Regions from separate parts of the Mus musculus genome. Here all the other regions are linked to region 3. Evidence: chromatin contacts called from public Hi-C and HiCAR-type data. All regions are on one chromosome and are shown on one strand. Each heading gives the region's core, a stretch centred on a gene start, on an enhancer-like site or on the middle of the called end of the contact. The rest is flanking DNA. Distances are from core to core; before and after follow the strand shown. Region 1 has its middle 180 kb from the start of Gria3. Region 2 overlaps Gria3 (glutamate receptor, ionotropic, AMPA3 (alpha 3)). Region 3 holds the start of Gria3 (glutamate receptor, ionotropic, AMPA3 (alpha 3)).

Region 1 (2,987 bases), core at 12-2,511, 180 kb after region 3:
AGTTTTGTCTGATAGCTTATACTTCTTCACAGAGCAATATGTAGCTTGTTATCTGTTGGTACCAGGACTATGGATTATTAAATAATAAATTAGAGACAGAGTTACTAAATCTATCTTGGTGGCAAGGATTATATCTACGTATTTTCAAATCTTTTTGTTAGAATGTTTTAATTTTTTTCTGTGAAATTAAATATAATTAGAATCAAATGGAGCTTGTTTTATTGAAGCTCTTCTAAGTGAGATACCCTTATCTATTACCCCTAAACCTTCCTTTTACAAAATAAGGTCTTGAGAGTACATCAGTAGAGGCACTAAATTCTTTGGTAGTTTGCAAAACATGGAGTATAGAACATTTTGTCCTATATAAGACTCCACAGACTTTAAGGTGGAACTTAAAAATCTAAGATGAAGAATGAAGCTGGGGGAAGGAATATTGGCAACTTTCTAAAACAGAAACTTGAGGGAAGTATGATCATATCTAGGAATCATTCTCACATCAAATATTAATACTTTCTTGAAAATAGGAGTTGAGGGTAGATGATAACTTTAAGACTTCCAGTCACAGCAAATGGAGAGGACAAATGTCTTTAGAAAGAGAAAAAGGAACAGGTTGTTAAACACAAGACTCAAAACTAAAGATCTTAAAGAACCAAGTAGGGAATGGTAAGTACTTAGATAGAAAAACAGAGTTAAAATCTGCATATGTGTGTGTGTGTGTGTGTGAGAGAGAGAGAGAGAGAGAGAGAGAGAGAGAGAGAGACAGAGACAGAGACAGAGACAGACAGAGAGAGAGACAGAGACAGACAGAGATAGGCAGAGACAGACAGAGGAAGAGAGAGAGACACACAGAGAGATAGAGACAGAGAGAATATGACCCAGGTTGAGAACTTCCATTAATAAACAGGAACAAACAATACTTCTCTAGAACATAAGAACATATACATTGTTTAAAATGAAATCTGAACATACAGTGGTATCAACTGAAGTGTTGAATCCCACAGAACTGCAAAGAAAAAATGATCTTCAGAATTAAACCATCTTTAGTGAGGTAGCAGACAGGATAAAGTTAAACAAATGAAATATGCTGAGAAGAGTCTAATGTGGAGACAAACCATCTGGCAAAAGCTCCACTGTGCCCACCTTCTCTCTCAGTGTCCTTCCTCAGGGGATTTGAAACAGCTGTGTTGAGAAACGAGACCCATAGTTTTCACATTCATCTCTGAAGTAAAACCTAAAATATCTCCAGTACTGCTGATTAGAGAGCATTTAGGTGGTTCAGCTTTGAAAAGATGTGCCACGCACTAGATTGCTTTGCTTTGAAACAACCAGCTTGTTGTAGCTTTTTTCCCACTGCTTCTTGGCCCAGATTTTACTTTCAGAATTCCTTGTCTTACTGCTACATTGTTTCTACTGCCGATAAACATGGAATTTCAAGGAAATTTTTTTCTTAGACATTCTGTTGAGAGGTTTCAATGTTGCACTAGATGGTGAAATGAGCTTTATGTTTAGAAAATATGTGCTAGTTTGTCATGTAGATGGGAAAAGCAATCCATTTAACTTTGTTGACTTGGATTTTATCATCTCTAAATTGGGAATATTCATACTTGTCTGGTGTGGTTCTGTGGACAATAAATGATACATGCAAGATGAAGCACCTGCTATGGTTCTTAGTGTTACAGTTTTTCCTCAGTAAGCTGTAGCTGTTCTTACTGGTATTTTTTTGTCCTCTTTTAATGTAAATAAACAGTTTTGAACATGCAGTCACACAAACTTGTATCTGTGTATAAAGCACACTTGCATTTTTGATTATACTCACTTGTGTATTTTATCTGAATTAAACCTAGCAGTAGGCCTGCTAAGGCTGTTTCTACATCACTGAGAACTATGCTGAGAACATGTGTTCCTCTATTTGATAGTGTCCAATAGAGGATGTAGGGATTATACCGAATTCTTACCAGGAAGATGAATGGGAAGTTTAAAAGCACATGATTCAGAGGTATCCATTTTACCTCTTCATTTAGAGAAAGTAATATTTACCTGGAAAACTATTAAATTTTATGCTAGAGGGTTAGTTATAAAAGTCTTCCATGTAGGAGGAATCAGCAACCATTTGGAACATTGTGATCATTTAAATAACACTACAAGAAAATGTGAGGCTTAAAAAATATCTCTGGATTTTTGTAGAAGAGGTAACAATGAAAAATATTAGTGATTTAACAGACCTGACCCAAAGTGTTGAGGATAATTTCCCAAATGTTTGGACAATGTGTGCTCAGAACTTATTTATAAATAGCCATAGCTAGGACCAAGAATTGAGGATTGAGGGTGAGCTTGTGATCCAACTGTCTATAGATATTGAGGGCCATTGCTTTCCCTCATTTATATGGAGAGATAAATTAAACGCTATCAAATGACGAAAAGGTATTAACCAAAGGAAAAATCTTGGAGGAAAGTCAAAGAGTGGAACAGATAACATGGAAGATCATTAGCTGGTAAGAGAATTAGGTGAGAGATCGAATAACTTCTTAAATATTAACCAAACCATTCTAATACATGCCACAGTAGAAACTTTGGTAGATGCTAGAACTTGAAATAGTCAAGAAATAATATTACAGACATGATAACATGGAATGGGGAAATATCATAAGGTCCTGCAATAGATAGAACTACTAGTATTGAATACAGAGGGCAGGAGAAATTCTTCCCCAGAGAGGGACTCCCCAATGGGCTATCCAATATCACATGATCAGCTCTGAAAACATATGTATATCAGTAACATTACACAGACTAAGCAGATTGTATTTATGTATTTAGAAGTGTGTGTGTGTGTGTGTGTGTGTGTGTGTGTGTGTGTGTGTGTGTGATTATATGTGTTTGAGTGAGTGTAAGAACAATTGAGGAAAAGAGGCCAGGGATTTGAGAGAGCAAGGAAGAGTATGTGGGAGGAGTTCTAGGGAAAAAAAGAGAAGAAGGAAAATGATGCATTT
Region 2 (3,089 bases), core at 137-2,636, 160 kb before region 3:
GAGGATTAGAGGGTAAGAATTTTACCAGAGATTATCCTTTGAAGGTAGCTTTACTTCCAAGACTTTCATATTCAATTTATTGTAGCTTAATGCAATATGTGGAAGATTTAATAACAAATCACAAGAGAGGGTCATCAAGATGGCTTAGTAGGTTAGGAAAATAGGCCTGAAGACTTGAATTCAATCCCTGGAACCGACATTGTGGAAGGAGAGAACTGACTCTTTTAAGTTGTCCTCTGATCTTCATATTTATATGTACATGTACACACACACACATTTTAAAATAGACCTAAATAATTAATTAGTTTCCCTGTTTTTACTTTTAAAATACTGTGTTTCACTATGTAATCATCGATGGCCTAGGAATTGACTATGTAGTTTAGGCTGGCCTTAGCTTGTGGCAATCCTCATAGCTACATTCACAGAGAGTTTTGTTTTAATATGCATAATGTATTCTAAAAGTTCAACCAAGGCTTTGCTTTCTGTTTATATATTTTCATGCTCATTGACATTCTGAAGAGACTGTATAGGTGATGAGTAGCAGGCATTTCAATGGGAGTGGCCTTGTCATTTGAATAAAAAAGGAGGAATATCCACCGGTCCTTTGATGAAATAAGTGTAAGATATCTCCCCATAAATCAGATACTATAACATGTCTTCTAAACTAGGAACTTCAAGAAAAGGTTCAGTGCTTGACAATAAATAGCGTCATTTTATAAGGAATTGCCTGATAAGCATTAAATTTGATGTATTAGAAAAAAAAAACCAAGAAACATGAACCCTGATGTGTGGTATTTTTCAATTCAAATTTTGCCATTTAGTTATTAGCTTCATTATTATATGCAAAATTGAAATGTAAATAGTAGGGCATAATATTAGAGACCCTCGTGTAGCTCGAGCTGATGAAGCTTTCAGGCGGAGAGTGGAAAGAAAGCAGCTGGTATGGCTACAGAGAATAGAATGGTCTCTTTTTCAAGTTCTTAGTTGTGCCTTTCTTAATAATTTTCCATTTGTGCAGTGTTTTCAGTATCTGACACCCTAATCAGTAAAAATATTTGATAGTTGGAGTGAATGACCATGTTTATATTTTCAAATAAAAATAACTGTCTCTCAGGAACTCTATGTGATTTTCAGGATAATTGCTTAGTTGGCAGCTTTGTTCCTCTTCTGGGAGCCATGTCATTTAAGTGGATCTCAATTTGCAAATGGATGACAAATGACTGAGGCTTAGTTCATGGGGGGCAAAGCATACAATTCTCTAAACTCAGAAATGTTTCCTTTGGCCCTTCACTCTTGCTATTTGGATCTGGCATCATCTTGCCCTCCTGGCCAGCTCATCCACCTTCATGATCACACTGGCGAGCAAATGGTTCAAGTACCCCAGGAAGAACTGCTGATTTCCAGCCAAGCACAGAGAGCTTCTGAAAGCCACGTGTTAACTATTCAGAATCTTCTGAGCCAGTTAATAAAATCCTGGGTCGCTTCAAACCAGCAATGTTAGAATTATTAACCCAGAAATCAAGGTACTACAAATCAACACTTTTGCCTTTTAACAATAGCCCACTTTCTGGCACACCACCGGAATCAGGAAGAATGTGGATTGAAGGCCCTTTAAATATGGAAAGCTGCCTCTACCAACCACCTTTTATTTTTCCTTCTCTTAATGAATGTTTGTTGAGTGCTCAATCGGTGCCAATCATGGGGATAGAGCATGGGGAGACAGAGGTCACAAGAATCTGGGCCCTAGTCTGGAGGATGTCACACTTGAATGGGAAAGACAGCCAAGTTAACAGATGATTATAGCCCAGTGGGAGAAGTGCGAGAACAGAAATATGAACAAAGTACAACCAAGGAGAGAATGATTAACTCAACCTGCTATAGATAGAAAGTACTTTGTCTCCAACCAGAAATTTAAAAAATTTTTTCCTTTGGCTTTTATAAATGGGAACCTGACAAACAGGTAACTTAAATAGAATGCTATTTTGAAAATGAAGAGAGACATATTCTAGAAGGCTATTTCTCCTGATTTCAAGAGTCTTGCTGTTTTATAGTGCTTAAATGCTAAAGGAGAGGTTTTTTTTTAATTAAAAATATTTATTTATTTATTTTGAAGCAAGGTCTCTATAGTCTAGAATAGCCTCGAACTCATGATCATATCTCAGCCTCCCTAGTGCTAGGCTTATAGGCATGTATCAACACATAAATCTATGTTTTTGTAGTTTTCAAAATTAAATTACAATTATTTTGTTTCCTTCTCCCTTTCTACCCTCAAACCTACCTCCCATGATATTTATTAGCTTTATAATCCCAGACAAGTTACATTACATACCAGCCTTAGTTTTTCATTTGTAAAATAATAAATATAGGGGATATAATCATGGGAAAAATAAAGTAGTGTACTTAACAATGAAGGCTAGATTGATAGATTAGAGACTACTTTTCATCATAACTTTGGTCAATTAACTTAGGCTTTCTAGGTCTGAGTAGCCTACATGGAAAAGACATCTATCACTAATAGCTATTTCACAAAACTGAAGAAAGAAATGTGTGAAACCATGTGTCTTCAATTCTTAAGACATTGTCTAGTGCTTGCCTTGTATTGGCTATGTCTTCATCTTTCCCTGGAAAACTCCTATCTATTCTTAAAGACCAAGTTGAGGCAGCCTCCTGCATAAAGCCTTCCTTGATTTCATGTCCCCAACTTAAAAACAAACAACCTGCAGCTATTGGGTGAGAATAATGGGAAGATAACTTAGTGCTTGGATACAGAGGAATGCTGGTGCTGATTATTAGGATAGCACTGGGAAGATGAGAGAACCAGCTGAGGTTTTCAAATGGAAGTTGGGTGTTAGAGATGCAGATGCAAAATGATGAGAAGACGGTAGTAAATCAACCACAAAATAATGACCCTTCTAGTTTCCCCTTCCTCAGGGAAAAGGGCAAAAAAAAAAAAATCCCAGATAGGGAAAAGTTGGACAAAAGGCATTTCGGTGGTATATAAAAGATGACTTGTACAGAAGTGTTGTAGTTTGAATGAAAATATCCCCCTTAGGTTCTAGCATTTTAACACTTGGGATCCAGGTATGTGG
Region 3 (3,179 bases), core at 374-2,873:
CAAACAAAATGCAAATGAGGTCCCCTAAGGTCCCAAAGGGAGCCAACGCAGATCTACTTACAAGCATTAGTCACAGAAAAACTATTGGAGGAATCCAAGTGGTCTACGTGGTAGTTCAAATGGAAGGGCTTCTCAGTGGTGTTCTGGTTGGTGTTGTATAACTGCACAGCAAAGCGGAAAGCACTGTGCTCCTGTACCGTGTTTCTCATGAAAAGTCCACCTAGAAGCAAAGGCAATGGAGATTCGGCTTGTGTCCCCCCTACTTCAGCAGGAGTTAGAAAGTAACAAACAGGAGCTACCAGGCTACCTCAGTGTTTCTGGGAAGCTCAACTGAGGAATGATTTTTTTCAACCTGTGTGTCTTTCAAGACTTGGAAACTCTGCTTTCCACTGTGAAAAACCTGGGTTTTGTACACGGAGGAAACTAAAAAGACGGGAGAAAGAGGAGGCTGCTGTAGGGGAAGGATGAAGGAGCTAAAAGTGGGACTTGGTTCTTTCTTAAGCTTGAGTCTGGCCCCGAACCCTGACTCCAACCCCACCCCCACCCTTAGCCACACAGCTGGTTCATTTTCCCTCCTGGGGTACAGGGGATAGGGTGGGAAGAAAAACAATTTCGTTCCCCTTGCTGTCCCAATCATCCCCTATGACAATACAGGGGGTCAGTTCAGTAAAAGCAACAATTCTAACTTCTCTACTTGCAAATACAGGCAGAGGCGGGGAGAACTCCCTTCCGGCTACTGGAGCTGGTCTCCAGACAGACACAGCCGCAATTCATGAATGCTTGGTCTGCGTGACTTCCCTGCTTGCCCGACTCCTTGTATCACCCCCACTTCCCACCCCATCCTCCATCCACACAGCTACTTCCTTGGTCTGGGGGTTTCAAAGTGGGTTCCTTTTCTTCTAACACTGTCCTGTCTCACTGAAGCCTGAGACGCGGGACGGGGCGACCTGGGCCCAGGTTATGCGTCCTGGCGCGGCCAGACAGGCAGTATCACCCTGGGACAACTTCCAGTGGCTGCAAGCATGCCCTGGCAAAGTCCAGAATAGCGAGCTGAAAAGCCGCGACTCTTAGCCTCTTGCAGCATCCCAACCTCCAGCTTGACTCCCTTGCTCCTCGGTCAGAAAACCTGGCCGTCCACCCGCATTAGCCCCGGGAGACCCCTTCCCTCATCTTGGATGCTCCCCATACTCGTCAGTTCTTTGCAGCTCAGGTCTCCAATATCTCAGCTCAGTCCCCCATCCCTAGACACCGTCCCCAAACCATGCAGGACAGGGACTCATGTTGCGATACCCCCAGCCCCACTAGGGTAGTGGGTTTCAAATGCAGAAGAGCCTGGCCCCCTCTGGCTGGCTCTGGGGAGCTTACCTATGCTGATGGTGTTGGGGAATCCTCCGTGAGAATGACCCAAAAGCCCCAGGACTAAAAAGAAGACCGCCCGGAGCACGCTTTGCCCCATTTTCTTCTGCCTGGCTGTGCTACGCCTAAAACGAAGCTGACAAGAGCATGGGCGCAACTCGGGAGTCGTCAAAATAATAATAGAAAAAGAAAAAGAATTCGCCGGCTCTTACACCCCCTCCCCTCAACTTGCTCTCGCTCGCTCACTCTTCCTTTCCACCCCACACTAATCCTCCTCCGCCGCCGCCTCCTCCTCTTCTCTCTCTCTCTTCTCTCTTCCTCTCTCTCTCCCTCTCCTCTCTTCCTCTCTCCTCTCTTCCTCTCCCCCCTCCCAGGATCTCTCTCACACCCCCTCCACGCCCCCCCACCTCACTTCTGTCTTCACACCAATCTGGAAGGCGGGTTCATTGGCTGCAAGCTGGGTTCCCCAAAGCGATTTCTGAGAGAGAGAGAGAGAGAGAGAGAGAGAGAGAGAGAGAGAGAGAGAGAGAGAGAGAGAAAGGAAGAGAGAGAGAGAGAGAGAGAGAGAGAGAGAGAGAGAGAGAGAACAGACAGAGAGACAGGCAGAGACAGAGACCGGCACAGAGATAGAGACACAGGGAGACAGAAACAGAGAGAATTAAAACCGGAGCAAAACCAAAATCGTAAAAAAACAAAACAAAACAAAACAGGGACGAGATAAAGAAATAAGAAAGAAATTATAAAGAAAACCAAAGGGTTCCCCCGCCCTCGAAGATGGTGGATCTAAAGAGTGGGGAAGAAGAAAAGAGCTAAAAGCCTCAAAGGCTCAGCTCCGGTGAATTGGGTTCTTCCAATTGGGCCGGTAGGGGGATATTGATCAAAGTTGATCTGACGTGGAATTAAAGCCGCACACCGCTTAGCTCCACTGCAAACTGCAGCTCTGGACTGCAAAGCCTAGGCGCCGGCGTATGTCAACACCGGAGATGGGATCAACAGAAATACACCAATCCTCACGTGGACCAGACTTTCAAGCTGCAACCAGTTTCCTGTTTTTAAAAGTCTGCAGTGTCTCTACATCTGTATGTGCGTCTTAAAGATGAAGGGTCTTGAGGGGTGGTTAGTGGTTACTCTTGAGTCTTTGTGAAGAGACTCAGAAAAGCAGTTCCCATCACAATGCGCCCTAAGATGCTGCGCATGCCTGGTCTCTGCCGCTCAGCTCAGCTATTACAGCAGAGAGAGATCCGAGGGCAAGTGAACAACCCCCACCCGCATTCCCCCATCCCCGCAGCACTGGGAGGTGTGTCCCTCCCCCTACCCAAGTGCTGAGGCAGGTTTGCCAGCTGCGGGGGCTGTGACTGCTGACTGCTTTAGAGGGTATAGGAACATAGTATGTGTATGGAGGTGGGAGCTAAAAGGTTAATGAAAAGGACGCTCAGTCCTGCAGACCAAGGAGAGAAGTGTGGGAGTGAGCTGGGATGGGGGTGGGGATTGAAAGTTAAGGTTGGAGGAAAGTGCCCCTTGCTGCTTTGCTCCCTTAATGTTGACTTTAGGTGGATCAACTATTCCCTCCCCCACACTGAGTGCAGACTTCAGAGATTACCACTCTCACCCAACTCTCCTGCCTCTCTCCTAGCTAAGAGGAGAAAAGAATCTAGGAACTCCTACAGTTCACCCTAGGTCTTAGTGAGGAGTAGCCTCCTTCCCAGCAGTTTGTGTATGATCCTTTTGTCCCTACATGCCTTTCCAGAATCCTATTCCCCTCTTGGGACAAAAAGGTATCTCCTCTCCTGTCACATCTTTCTTTCCCACCTTATCTCTGTAAG

The links. Hi-C and Micro-C count contacts between places; a contact is called where the count stands out from the background. HiCAR-type assays count read pairs that join an accessible place to other places.
Region 1: a Hi-C map of Sertoli cells shows a contact between it and region 3, with 3 times the contacts expected there. The contact joins the enhancer-like site here to the promoter of Gria3 in region 3. A contact is called at or near these places in 3 of 39 promoter capture datasets (liver and pre-B cells) and 2 of 484 Hi-C or Micro-C datasets (Sertoli cells and cortical neurons).
Region 2: a HiCAR-type map of kidney shows a contact between it and region 3, with 5 times the contacts expected there. The contact joins the enhancer-like site here to the promoter of Gria3 in region 3. A contact is called at or near these places in 4 of 39 promoter capture datasets (the C10 cell line, embryonic stem cells, hippocampal neurons and 1 more), 4 of 115 datasets of contacts at active chromatin or transcription factors (embryonic forebrain, fibro-adipogenic progenitors, kidney and 1 more) and 2 of 9 other capture datasets (adipose tissue and liver).

What each region holds. Positions count from the first base shown.
Region 1 is chrX:41,215,240-41,218,226 of GRCm38.p6, reverse strand. No RefSeq gene overlaps it. Among named protein-coding and RNA genes, the nearest start is that of Gria3, 180 kb to the left of the region's middle. Within about 2 kb of position 1,261, at least 3 of the 459 cell types and tissues checked have an H3K27ac peak or open chromatin away from gene starts, as enhancers often do. A contact at or near this core is called in Sertoli cells, where this site is marked.
Region 2 is chrX:41,561,153-41,564,241 of GRCm38.p6, reverse strand. The region is part of intron 4 of Gria3 (glutamate receptor, ionotropic, AMPA3 (alpha 3)); the gene reads right to left. Among named protein-coding and RNA genes, the nearest start is that of Gria3, 160 kb to the right of the region's middle. Within about 2 kb of position 1,386, at least 1 of the 459 cell types and tissues checked has an H3K27ac peak or open chromatin away from gene starts, as enhancers often do. A contact at or near this core is called in kidney, where this site is marked.
Region 3 is chrX:41,399,842-41,403,020 of GRCm38.p6, reverse strand. Gria3 (glutamate receptor, ionotropic, AMPA3 (alpha 3)) reads right to left here and starts at 1,623. Exons shown (of 16, transcript NM_016886.5): 1 at 1,366-1,623; 2 at 62-220. The coding sequence starts at 1,456.